Linked DNA regions of Sus scrofa: region 2 is linked to region 1. A link is a contact called in public Hi-C data. All regions are on one chromosome and are shown on one strand. The core of a region is the stretch at or near the end of the contact, and the rest is flanking DNA. Distances in the headings are between cores, read along the strand shown.

Evidence for each region. Hi-C and Micro-C count contacts between places; a contact is called where the count stands out from the background.
Region 2: a contact with region 1 is called in a Hi-C map of liver, with 2.1 times the contacts expected there. The contact joins the promoter of RNF43 here to the enhancer-like site in region 1. A contact is called at or near these places in 1 of 5 promoter capture datasets (fetal liver) and 6 of 47 Hi-C or Micro-C datasets (blood, liver and skeletal muscle).

Annotation. Positions count from the first base shown.
Region 1 is chr12:34,638,433-34,644,276 of Sscrofa11.1, reverse strand. It overlaps RNF43 (E3 ubiquitin-protein ligase RNF43), which reads left to right. Exons shown (of 13, transcript XM_021067274.1): 4 at 2,466-2,540; 5 at 2,653-2,784; 6 at 3,643-3,747; 7 at 5,709-5,844. Among named protein-coding and RNA genes, the nearest start is that of SUPT4H1, 12 kb to the right of the region's middle. Within about 2 kb of position 1,341, at least 55 of the 83 cell types and tissues checked have an H3K27ac peak or open chromatin away from gene starts, as enhancers often do. A contact at or near this core is called in fetal liver, liver and skeletal muscle, where this site is marked.
Region 2 is chr12:34,693,008-34,698,330 of Sscrofa11.1, reverse strand. RNF43 (E3 ubiquitin-protein ligase RNF43) reads left to right here and starts at 3,310. Exons shown (of 13, transcript XM_021067274.1): 1 at 3,310-4,448. It overlaps HSF5 (heat shock factor protein 5), which reads left to right. Exons shown (of 6, transcript XM_003131648.3): 6 at 1-2,100.

The DNA of each region.
Region 1 (5,844 bases), core at 92-2,591:
CCTTCATTCACTTGTACTCTAAAATGTTGTTATCAGCACTGTAATTTTGTGTATGGGCCTTGTCTCCACAGCTAGATTATGAGCTGTTCTGGAGGGCTTGGCCTTCCCTGGCTCAGTGCCCTGGGCACAGTGGGTGCTCAGCCAATCTCCAATGAGGAGGAGATACACAGCGGCTGTCACTGTGTCTGCAGAGGAAAACCTAAGGCTCAGGGAAGAGCAGAGCGGAGTGCAGAGGCCCTGGGATGCACTGGCTTCCTGCAGCCGGCCTGGTGCTCTCAGAGGGCTGGCTGACTCTCTGGGTTGTCTTTCAAAAGCCCGTTCTTCCAGTCTGGAGGACCTGCCATCCTCTCCGGTTCCCAGATTCTAGTCTCTGAAGAAGTGCTTCTTCTCCTCCATGCCTCTTGTTGGGGTGCAGGTGGCCTGGAGGGCAGCGTGGAGGGCCCGGGGGCTGGGCAGCCATCTGGCCCCACCTCTTGCTTTTTGATTCCTAGAACTCTGGACCCAGGCACCCACTGCCTGAGAGTCCTGTTGGTTTCCCCTGTTGGCCAACCCTCTTTCTTTGATCGCTTTTACAACTTTGTAATTATGGGCTGTAATGGGCTGGGGTGTTTGAACGTCAGGGTAATTACTTTCCACTGTTCCTACCCCAGTCCTTCAAAGAGAGAGGGGTGGGGGAGTAAGAACGTCTCCAGAGAAGAGAGTCTGGGCCCTGCCCTTCTGCTCTTTCCAGGCCGGCCTGGGTCCAGGGCCTCCCTCTGGGGATGAGAAACATGAGACCCTGGTGGCACTGTGTTCTGTGCCTCCCGGGGTGACCTCCCCACCCCTTGGCCAAGTCCAGGACTGTGACTTTAGCCATGGGAGTCCTTCTCCTTTTCCCCTGGGGCTGCTCCCCTGCCCTGCTTTGGAGGTCTCGGGAGATTGGAGAGCTTTCTTTTTTCCTTATCTACCCAGGGGCAGGGTAGACTTTCTGGGGGTAAGTGGGCTCCAGGAGGTTGAAGCCCGTGACCTCTCCATTTCTGCCGCGATTCCATTCTGGAGTCTGTGAATTTCCAGGCGAAGAGCCTGGCGAGCCTGGGCCTGGGCTGGGCCTGGGTGCTGGGAGAGGGCCTGGCCCAGATCCTCAGGGAAGGAGGAGGGAAGAGGGGGGTTACCCTCCTGAACGAAACAGGCCCCACCACCCTGCCGGGGCTCCCCTGCCTGAGGCTGCCTGTTCTGAGGGGCCCCCTGCCCCCTGCCGCTCCCTGGGCAGCGGGGAGCAGGGAGCGGGAGCAGGAGCCGCTCCCCTGGCCTGCCTGGCAGGAGACCTGCCCCAACAGGCTCTCCCCGGGAAGGGAAGCAGAGATCAAAGCGCTGGGAGTGTGAGTCAGGCCGGCACTGGCTCCTCTTCCTGCCACCACTACTTGCAGGAGGATTAACTCCTTCAGTGCCTGCAGGAAGGCCCCAAAGACTCGGCAGGCCCCCAAGGGCCTGAGGTCCCAGCCTGCTGCCTCTGCTCGGTGAGCCTCTGCCCTAGGGAGGGGGCTGGATGGAGAGCGTCCGCGCTGGCGGCGGTGTGGCGGGGAGGCCGAGCGGCGGCTGGAGAAGGTCTGTCTGTTGGTCCTTTGCCCTCGTGCCTCCACCGCACCCTCGGCTCTTATCTCTCTTCTCTTACCCCACACCCAGAGCCCCTGGATTGCGGCTGCTTGTTCTCTTTCTGGCTCTGCTCTGCCTGGTTGACTGGAATCTCTCGGAGCCTGGGCGCGCACGCACGCGCGTGCCCATGTGCATAGTTGCGGCCTTGTGGGGACAGCCCCGGGGTCCCTCCCATCCCTTGGGGGAGGCGGTGAAGGATAAGGCCCTGGACAGGGGCTCCATTAAGTCCTTGAAGTGGAGCCAGAGAGAGAGTTGGCAAATCAAAGTGGGGCAGGGAGAGAGAGCTGGGGAGGTGGGCTGAGCCTGGGACTGTGGTAGATGCCTTGAGTGGGAGCCGCGTCCCAGGCTCACGGACCTTGGCCTGAGCCGGGGTGGGAGTCGGGGGTGGCGGGATGATCAGGCAGGGCTGGACCCTGGAAAGCCCAGCTGGGTTCTGAAGGGGCGCTCTCCCTCTCTGCTTCCCTCTCTGTACTGGGGACGGGTCACCCCCTCCCCACGCCCTGGGGGCTGCCGATCAGTCCTCACTCTCTGTTCTCACACTTCTAATTGAAGGCAGACGGGGCTCCGGACAGCAGGGGCTGGGTCTTATTTGTCCTTAGGCCTAGAGCCTGGTCCACCACCTGCGAAGGGTTTGCTCCATTACAAAAGGAATGGGGTCCTTGAAGCAGGACCTTGGTGAGCTCAGGGCGGGCCAGGGGAGCTTAATCCCACTGACCCCTTGCTCGTGGTGTATGTGTGAGTGTGCAGAGATGTGGCGTGTGCAAAAGCCTCCCAAGGGAGGGATGGGCTGTGTCCTCTGACCCCCGTTGGACCTCCGCTGTGTGTCTCTGCAGGCCCGGATGGCAGGTGAGCGAGGAGCCAGCGCTGTCCTCTTTGACATCACAGAGGATCGAGCCGCTGCGGAGCAGGTACCTGGGGACATGGGGTGTTTGAGGAGGGGGCTGGACAGAGGAAGAGAAAGATACCAGGGGAGGAGAAGTCAGGACCCAGCCGCCCTTGGGGGCACTTTCCTTCCTGCAGCTGCAGCAGCCCCTGGGCCTGACGTGGCCAGTGGTGTTGATCTGGGGCAACGATGCTGAGAAGCTGATGGAGTTTGTGTACAAGAACAGAAAGGCCCACGTGAGGATAGAGCTGAAGGAGCCCCCAACCTGGGTAAGCCCCTCAGTTCTCCAGCCCCAGCACCTGCTCTCACCCCCGCCTTTTGCCGAGGCAGCTCCCACTGAAAGCCCTAGACTCCTGGAGCCAAAGAGACCTTAGAAGTCCTCTAGTCCAACTCGCTGTGCCCGCTGTGCTCGTCTAGGCAAGTTTCTTCCCCTCTCTGGGCCTCATCTACAGCATGAACAGTTGTAGAGTCGTTTTTGTTGTTGTTGTTTGCTTTTTCCTTTTTATTTTAGGGCCGCTCCCATGGCATACGGAAGTTCCCAGGCTAGGGGTTGAATCAGAGCTATAGCTGCCAGCCTACACCACAGCCACAGCAATGAGGATCCAAGCCGAGTCTGCGATCTACACCACAGCTCTAGGCAACACTGGATCCTCAACCCACTGAGCAAGGCCAGGGATCGAACCTCCGTCCTCATGGATACTAGTCGGGTTCTTTACCACTGAGACACAGTGGGAATTCTAAAGTCATTTTTCAGCACAGTGGTTTCCTGGCATAGAGTAGCAGAGCCAGACTGAAGCCTTGGTCCCCTGGCCCCTGGCTGGTGTTTCTCCTGGACTTAGCCAGCTGCTCACTGGGCCGCCCCCACCTTGCAGGGGGTCACTTTCCCCGTTATCCCAAGGTCTTCAGGTGGTACCTCTCAGGGCTGACATCTGGAGGACCCTCCCCTGTGAGTGCCTGGGGACAGGGCCCACCTAACTCCCCGGCAGGTTCCTCTCCACCGCGTCCCCTTTTCTGAAAGGCTCCAGGGGCCCCCTGTTCTCCGTGTGTCCTGGGCTGCTGTGCTTCTCCCAGGGTGCCCCTGCTCCTTCCAGAAGTATGACCCTTTCCCTCTCTGCTCGCGCCCCCAGCCAGATTATGATGTGTGGATCCTCCTGACGGTGGTGGGCACCATCTTTGTGGTCGTCCTGGCCTCGGTGCTGCGCATCCGGTGCCGCCCCCGCCACAGCAGGCCGGTGAGCTGGGTGGGCTCCCTGGGGAGGTGGGCGAGGGTACGTGTGGGGGATGGTGGGGAGCAGGAAGGCAAAAGTGAAGAAGGAAAGAGCCTGCATGCCCATGAAGTAGTTTATACCAAAAGGCCCCGGCAAATGACTGTTCATTTCTAGCAGCCTCTCTCTGTGGGTGCCCTCGTTTGTTCATTCATTAGACAAACAGGGTGAGCTCCTGTTATGTGCCAGGCACTGGTCCAGGTTTGGGGGATAGCATAGTGAGCAAAAAGGCAAAAGGTCCCTCCCCTGAGAAGCTTTCATTCTATGGGAAAGAGACAGACAATAAAAAAATTAATAAGTAAAATATATAATTATGTATTTATTTATTTGTTTTCTGCTTTTTAGGGCTGCAGGTGCGGCATATGGAAGCTTCCAGGCTGGGGGTTGAATCAGAGCTACAGCTGCTAGGCTACACCACCGCCACAGCAATGCAAGATACAAGCCATGTCTGTGACCTACACTGCAGCTCATGGCAATGCCAGATCCTTAACCCACTGAGCAAGGCTAGGGATCAAACCCACATCCTTACAGATACTAGTTGGATTTGTTTCTGCTGGGCCACAATGGGAACTCCCTATAATCCTTTAGATGGTGGTATATGCCAGGGAGAAAAATAAAGCAGAAACGGGGAGAAAGCGCAAAGGGGACAGGGTTAATTTTTTGTTGTTGTGTTGGTCTTTTTAGGGCTGCACATACAGCATATGGAGGTTCCCAGGCTAGAGGTCAAATCAGAGCCACAGCCACAGCAACTCCAGATCCGAGCTGCATCTGTGATCTGCTCCACAGCTCATGGCAACACCAGATCTTTAACTCACTGAGCGAGACCAGGGATCGAACCTCCATCCTCATGTATAATAGTCGGGTTCCTTACCACTGAGCCACAACAGGAACTCCATGACAGGGAACATTTTTTAAAGCAAGGCCAAGGCAGGCTTCATTGAGAGGCTGACATTTCAGGAATGACCCTCAATGGGTGAGGGGGTCATGTGTGTAGATACCTGGGGACAAGGTGATTGAGGCGAGAAAACAGAAAGTGCCAGGTCCTTGAGGCAGATGTGTGCCCTGTGTTTCTGAGGAACAGCAAGGCCGTGTGGCTGGAATCCAGGGAGTAAGAGGACAGAGCAGGAGGCAAGGACAGAGAGTTCATGGGGGCATAGGCCTGTGTAGGCGGTTGTCAGGTGTTTTTTTTCCCTGCTCTGGGTGAACTTGGAGCCATTGGAGGGCTTTGAGGAGAAGCAGAGCCATGATCTGACTTAGGTTCTAACAACGATCACTCTTGCCGCTGGGATGAGACCAGAGTAGTACAGGGAGGCAAGGCTGGAAGCAGAGATTGGCTCAGAGGCAATGACAGGAATCCAGGTGACAGAGGTGGTAGCTTGGATTAGGGAGGTAGCAGTGAACGTAGGGAGAATTAGTTAGAATCTCGGTATACTCTGGAGGCAAAGCCAACAGGTTTCCGGATGGATGGATCATGGGGTGTGAGAGAGGAGTCGAGAATGGCACCAAGATGCTTGGCCTGAGCAACGAAAAGAACGGAGTTGCCATTTCCCGAGGTGGGGAAGACTTGGGGTGGGGGTGGGGGGCAGGTGTTGGTTGGGTGGTCCGTGGGGTTAGGAGTTCGGTGTGGGGCCTGTCAAGTTGGAGGTGCCTGTTAACTATCCAAGTTGAGATGTCCAGCAGACAGCAATCAGTTACTCTCACGGTCCTCGAGGAATGGGAAGGTTAGCAGTGTGAGTGGGGGATGGGGTGGGAGGGCTTGGCTGGCTTGGCAGCGCCATGTGTGAACCCCAAGGATACAGACTCCCAGGGGCGGTCACATGGCCCCGTGATCTAACCGGGTGACTGAGAACCACGTTCAAGCTGGAGTCCAGGGGAACTTGGAGGGAAGGGGAGCCCTTGCCCCATTCTGGTCCCATCCCTCTTCCCAGGATCCCCTTCAGCAGAGAACAGCCTGGGCCATCAGCCAGCTGGCTACCAGGAGGTACCGGGCCAGCTGCAGGAGGGCCCGGGCTGAGTGGCCAGACGCAGGAAGCAGCTGCAGCTCAGCCCCTGTGTGCGCCATCT
Region 2 (5,323 bases), core at 2,061-4,560, 52 kb before region 1:
TCCCCTCTTTAGGATCCTACATTCAAGTAGTAGGACTGTGGGACTGGTTTTTAGGAGAGGTATCTTGGATGTCCAGTTTCTGTGGTTGAGTCCTCACTTGCTCATCCAATGACAGAAAGAACTTTCTGATTTAAAGTTTTTTTAAATTGACTAGAACTTTCCTATTGGATTCTGCCTCAGTTTTCCTAATAAGCACTGCAGAAACAAAAGGAAAGCCTAGGAATGTGAAACTAATGAAAAAGGAAAGGCACTTAGTGATAGGACATATGTACTATTCTGGTGAGGGTGGGTGTAATAATTCATTTCTTAAATTGCATTGTGCCTTCTCAATGATGTCAGGCCTGAGAAGTATTACAGAGATAGTATTTTTTTTGGAAAAGGATGAGCTCTGTGTTGGTCTGCAGTGGCTCAGTTTAGATATGAAAATAGGTTCTGGTCCATTTGATTAAACTAGTTGATGTCCATGTGATGAGCATTTATTCATCTTTATTAGCAAGATTTAAAAGATAACAGATTATCAAGATTCCTACATCTTTTGGTCAGACTGTGTATTTTGGCAGAGTGCTTGAAGAGGAGACACAGTTTCTAAATGAAGGAACTTTGCCTTTTCTCTGTCATATTGAAAAGCTGATATACTATGTAGGTGATATTCCTTTCCTTAGATATGCCTTTCTTGGCTTTGTATATGTTGAAAGAGACAAGACCTTTCGAAGAACATGTGTCAAGCAGGAACCTTGGCATGGATTTGGTTTCAGTCATTTTAAGGCTTAATTAATGAAATGCCTTTATCAGCTTTCCAAACTTTTTTTTTTTTTTTAATATATGAATACAACAGACCAAGGAGCTGGATCTCCTGCTATACTCACATGCCTGCTACCTATCAACTAAAGCTATCATTACTGACTTGGGCAAAGTGGCAAAAGATAAAATAAAATCTTTGTGTGAATTAGCCAGTAGGGTCTGACACATGCTAACAAGGTTCCTGACTAGCGCCTCGGTATTTGAGCACCTTAAGCACGATAAATTCCAATCAGTCAACAATAAAGTGAGTGTTTCAACTAGACTTGTTGTCTTGCTTGTTTTTACTGTCTGATTAGTGATCAATAGAAACCTCAGTCATTAGGACTATTAATCATAATAGTAGCGTTCCAAAGAGAATGTGCTCTGTTTTTCAAAGAATCTGACTTAAAAAAAAAAAAGTCCTGAGCTTTTTAATTTGCACTTGAATAGAGAGTGAGTCCTTAAAATACCATTAAGGATAAGGACAATTCTTGGACATGTTTATAGAAACCTAGTTTTTTGGAAAAGGATCGAGGTCTTGGGTAACTTTAGTCAATCCAGATGCAAAGGTAGATCCGAAGGGTGATCTGTCTCCTGTGTAAGGTTAGGTGGTAAACATCGGTGAGATGAGCATCTTATGTAGCGATGGCATCTTTGTGATGTCTCTGTAGAAGCTGTGGTCTGTCAATCTGCCAGAGGATAATTTCTCTTGTTTATCAAATCTGGTGACTTTGTTTGTCAATACTGTGTAAATAAACACCATATATGAGTGAACTAAGCTCTACAGAGCTATTTGATTGGATCCTGAGTAGCTCAAGGTATCCAGACTCATGATAATGTATTATCATCATCCTCAGATCTCAGAGTTTCTTCAAGAGAGGGCAACCACATCTGTATTTTCTTCCTTTCAACTAAGTGTCTGCATTAACTCTTAGGTTTGGGTGTCTTTATTCCTTTGCAAGTGTCAAGCAGGAATAGGTGAGGCAATGTCAATTAGTAGGTTACTTTTTGTTTAAAGATATTTTTACATTAATCCAGATACATGATTATGTGTATTTTGCATTATTTATGCTGTGCTCTTATGTGGCTTATATAAAATAAAAATATAAAACCATAGCAGACCTTGAAAATTTTTCTCCAGAAGAATTAGATCTATTCCTGTTCTTTAGGAAAGGAGCTATAAAAGGTCTATACTTGCATTATGTTCTTAAGGTCTAACCAATAAAGAAAAAGTGCTAAATTAAGAATTTACTTTAGAATTTATCTCTCTGCTCTAGGTGCTATTAGGCCTAAAATGCCAAAACTATCCCCATAAACCATCTTCAAAAATTTCTTTTATTAATTTGTTTTGATTGAAGTATAGTTGATTTTAATGTGTTAATTTCTGGTATGCAGCAAAGTGATATATTTGTGTGTGTGTGTGTGTGTGTGTATGTATTTTAAGGTTTTTTTCCATTATAGTTTAATACAAGATACTGAATATAGTTCCCTGTGCTATACAATAGGACTTCTTTATCCATTCATCTGTCAGTGGCCATTTCGTCTGCTTCTGTGTCTTGGCTGTTGTAAATGGTGCTGCTATGAACATTGAGGTACATGTACCTTTTTGAATTAGACCATAAACCCTCTTCAGGGAAAAAATTCTCAAGGCGAATAGGTCACTCATACTTTCTGCTTTCAGAGGCATTATGTCATTTCATCTTTATTTATTTATTTTGTCTTTTTAGGGCTGCACCCATGGCATATGGAGGTTCCCAGGCTGGGGGTCAAATCAGAGCTGTAGCTTCAATCTACATAGCTGACGGCAATGCTGGATACTTAACTCACTGAGGGAGGCCGGGGATCAAACCTGTGTCCTCATGGTTGCTAATGAGATTCGTTAACCACTGAGCCACCGTAGGAACGCCTGTCATTTCATCTTTACATTAGGCCTACAATACAATTATTATTCTCCACATTTTAAAGGTAATCAATTTGTACAGTTCTTTTGTACAAATTAAAAATTATTTTAAATTTTCTCTTATGTGCTTCTTACCACAATTTTAACTGTGCTTTTTTACCGCAATAAGCTCGTGACATCAATCTTAATCGTTTTTAAGTGTAGTGTTAACTACATTCGCATTGTTGTTCATTTGTACAATTTGGAAAGATTATTGGCAGCAGATCACAAATAAAATGTCTGGCCACAATCACATGTAATTTGGTAAATTTGAAAATTCAGATTTTAAAAACGTATTTATTACTTTATATATTGGAAACTTTTGCATTATTTCTAATGTTCGTGAATGTGGTAATTAGCCAAAAATTACTTTTCTTTTTGCCTGTAGTCTTCTTGTTAATATATTTTACCCCTTTGTATTTATGGCATAGACTTACTTGCAGTCTCATTGAAGGTCCAAGTCTAACCCATAGTATTATTTCACCTCTCAAGGATGTGAGGAGAAAATAACAGATTCCAGACCTCTGACATCACCTAATCTAAAAGCTTGGTACTGGCACAGTTTAGAAAAGAGCTACCGAATTTAAATTTGTAAGGGCTGAAGAAAAGCTATGCATAAAATGGACAGAGTTCTTGCCAGAGTAGCAGACATAAGACAGCAATAAATCAGTAAGAACTATAGCACAAGATCACTTTATTCTGGCTTTGGGCATTTATCCACACTAAAACCCGGAAAGAGCAGAAGTCCCCTTGAACTTATATTTATCAAACCTTGTGTCCATTGTTTTATCTTCTGGGTTTTCTTTTCTTTTTTTTTTTTTTTCCTTCTCTTTAGTTCCTCGTACCGCCAGCTAAGTCTCTTGGGTGCAGAATCTGCTTATGTATCTGTTGGAGGGGCCCTGATTTTCCCGTGGTAGCCTGCTTCCTCAGGGAAAGGTGCTGAGGGTTGAACTAGATGCAGTTTGGCTGTGGCTCAATAGAGGGAGTAGAGGAGCTGAGAGGAAAGCGAGCGCGCAGGAACGTGTCTGGTTAAGTAAGTGTGCGTGCACCGTGCCCCAGCCATCCAGGAGGAGGCGGGGCGGGCTGGGGGTGGCTGCCTCTAGCTGCTCCACCCTCACTTTGTGTCAGCAGGTAGAGAGCGTGATTGCAGTCCCAGGGGAGGGAGTCAGAGCTAGAACACCAATTACAAACCACAGGCTTCCTCCTCTAGGGAGTTGATCCAGAATTGTCTTTCTGGAAGGGAAGCACTCGAATCCTTCCGAACTTTCCAAGTCTATCCATGATACAAAGATATTGCCTTCTCCCTCTGGGATTTTCTGTGTTCCTGGTAGTGAATTGTTGCTGATGTATTTGCTACTTTGCTTCTTTTCTCTTTCAAGATTTGATCATTTTTATATGCTGTTCGGGGAGAAAAAGGACTTTTGTTAGAAAGGAGATTTCAGAAATGGTTTTGGATCCTCCATAAGTGTTTTTAGAGTTCTTGGGGACAGTAGCTCTAACCTTGGAGTAAGTTTCTGCCTTTGACCTGCATGGATTATTTTTTCAGGCTGCGGAATTTCTCGGCAACTACCTGCAGTGTGGGGCACTTGGTTTGGTTGCAGAGTGAGAAGGTGGAAGAATGAGCTGTACTTGGTTAAGCAGTTGAAACCTTATTTTGAGCAGGATCTATAAAAGCATAATTGAATTTGTTTCACCCCCGTGGATTCCAGTGGGCCCGACAGCGCAACAGGTTTGCAGATTTCTTTTGAAATTCTTTTTTTCCCTCCCCTCCCTCTGCCTCAGCAAAAGAAAAAGCATCTGTATAACAGGTTCATGTTCAGTTGCTTGGCTTTTCAGCACTTATTCTGAAGACTTAATAAGATTTTTTAACTTGACCTCTGAGCACAGTGGGCTTTGTGGTTGAAGTGCATTTATATTTACTTAAGGGTGCACATTTTGAAATTTTAGAATAAGATTTTGTTTGTACAAAGACCCAAATTCTCAAGTGTGCCTAGAAATAGCACAGATCTACTCTACTCAGGTTTATTTTTACTTTTTCAGGGTGTTCTACTTAAGCGCCTGTAGACTGATCACCTCCCTACTCCCCTATCTTTTATTCCCCACCCCCTCAAGGAATTTGAAAACGTGTTAGGAATAGCCCTTTGTTTTACTTATGGACCTAGAAAATTACAGATTATAAGATCTGGATAATAAAGTCGTTTGCAAAAGCATCTCATGGGAAATCAAGGTGCTTGGCATTCTCAAGCAGGAGAATAAAAGCCGGAATCCCTAAGAGAGAAAGGAAAATAAAGACAGAAATATGAATTTCAACTGGGAAAAATAATTGGAAAGCTAAGCTGTTCAAATATTCTTCTAATTATGAAAGTTGGAAAAGGTTGTGATGCTCAGGTTTATCCAGTGAATATATGAAGATGTATAAATTACCACCTAATTTATAGGCAAATTTAAATAGAATATTTTAAAAAATCATAGTATATTTAAGTTCCTGAAAAGTATTAGAAGTTCAGTGGGCCTGAAACTTTGGCTATACTGAAATACAGTTGAATGTTGAAACTTTTATAAGTACATGTAGTAGCATCTTTGGACATCTCTCAAGGTGTAGCC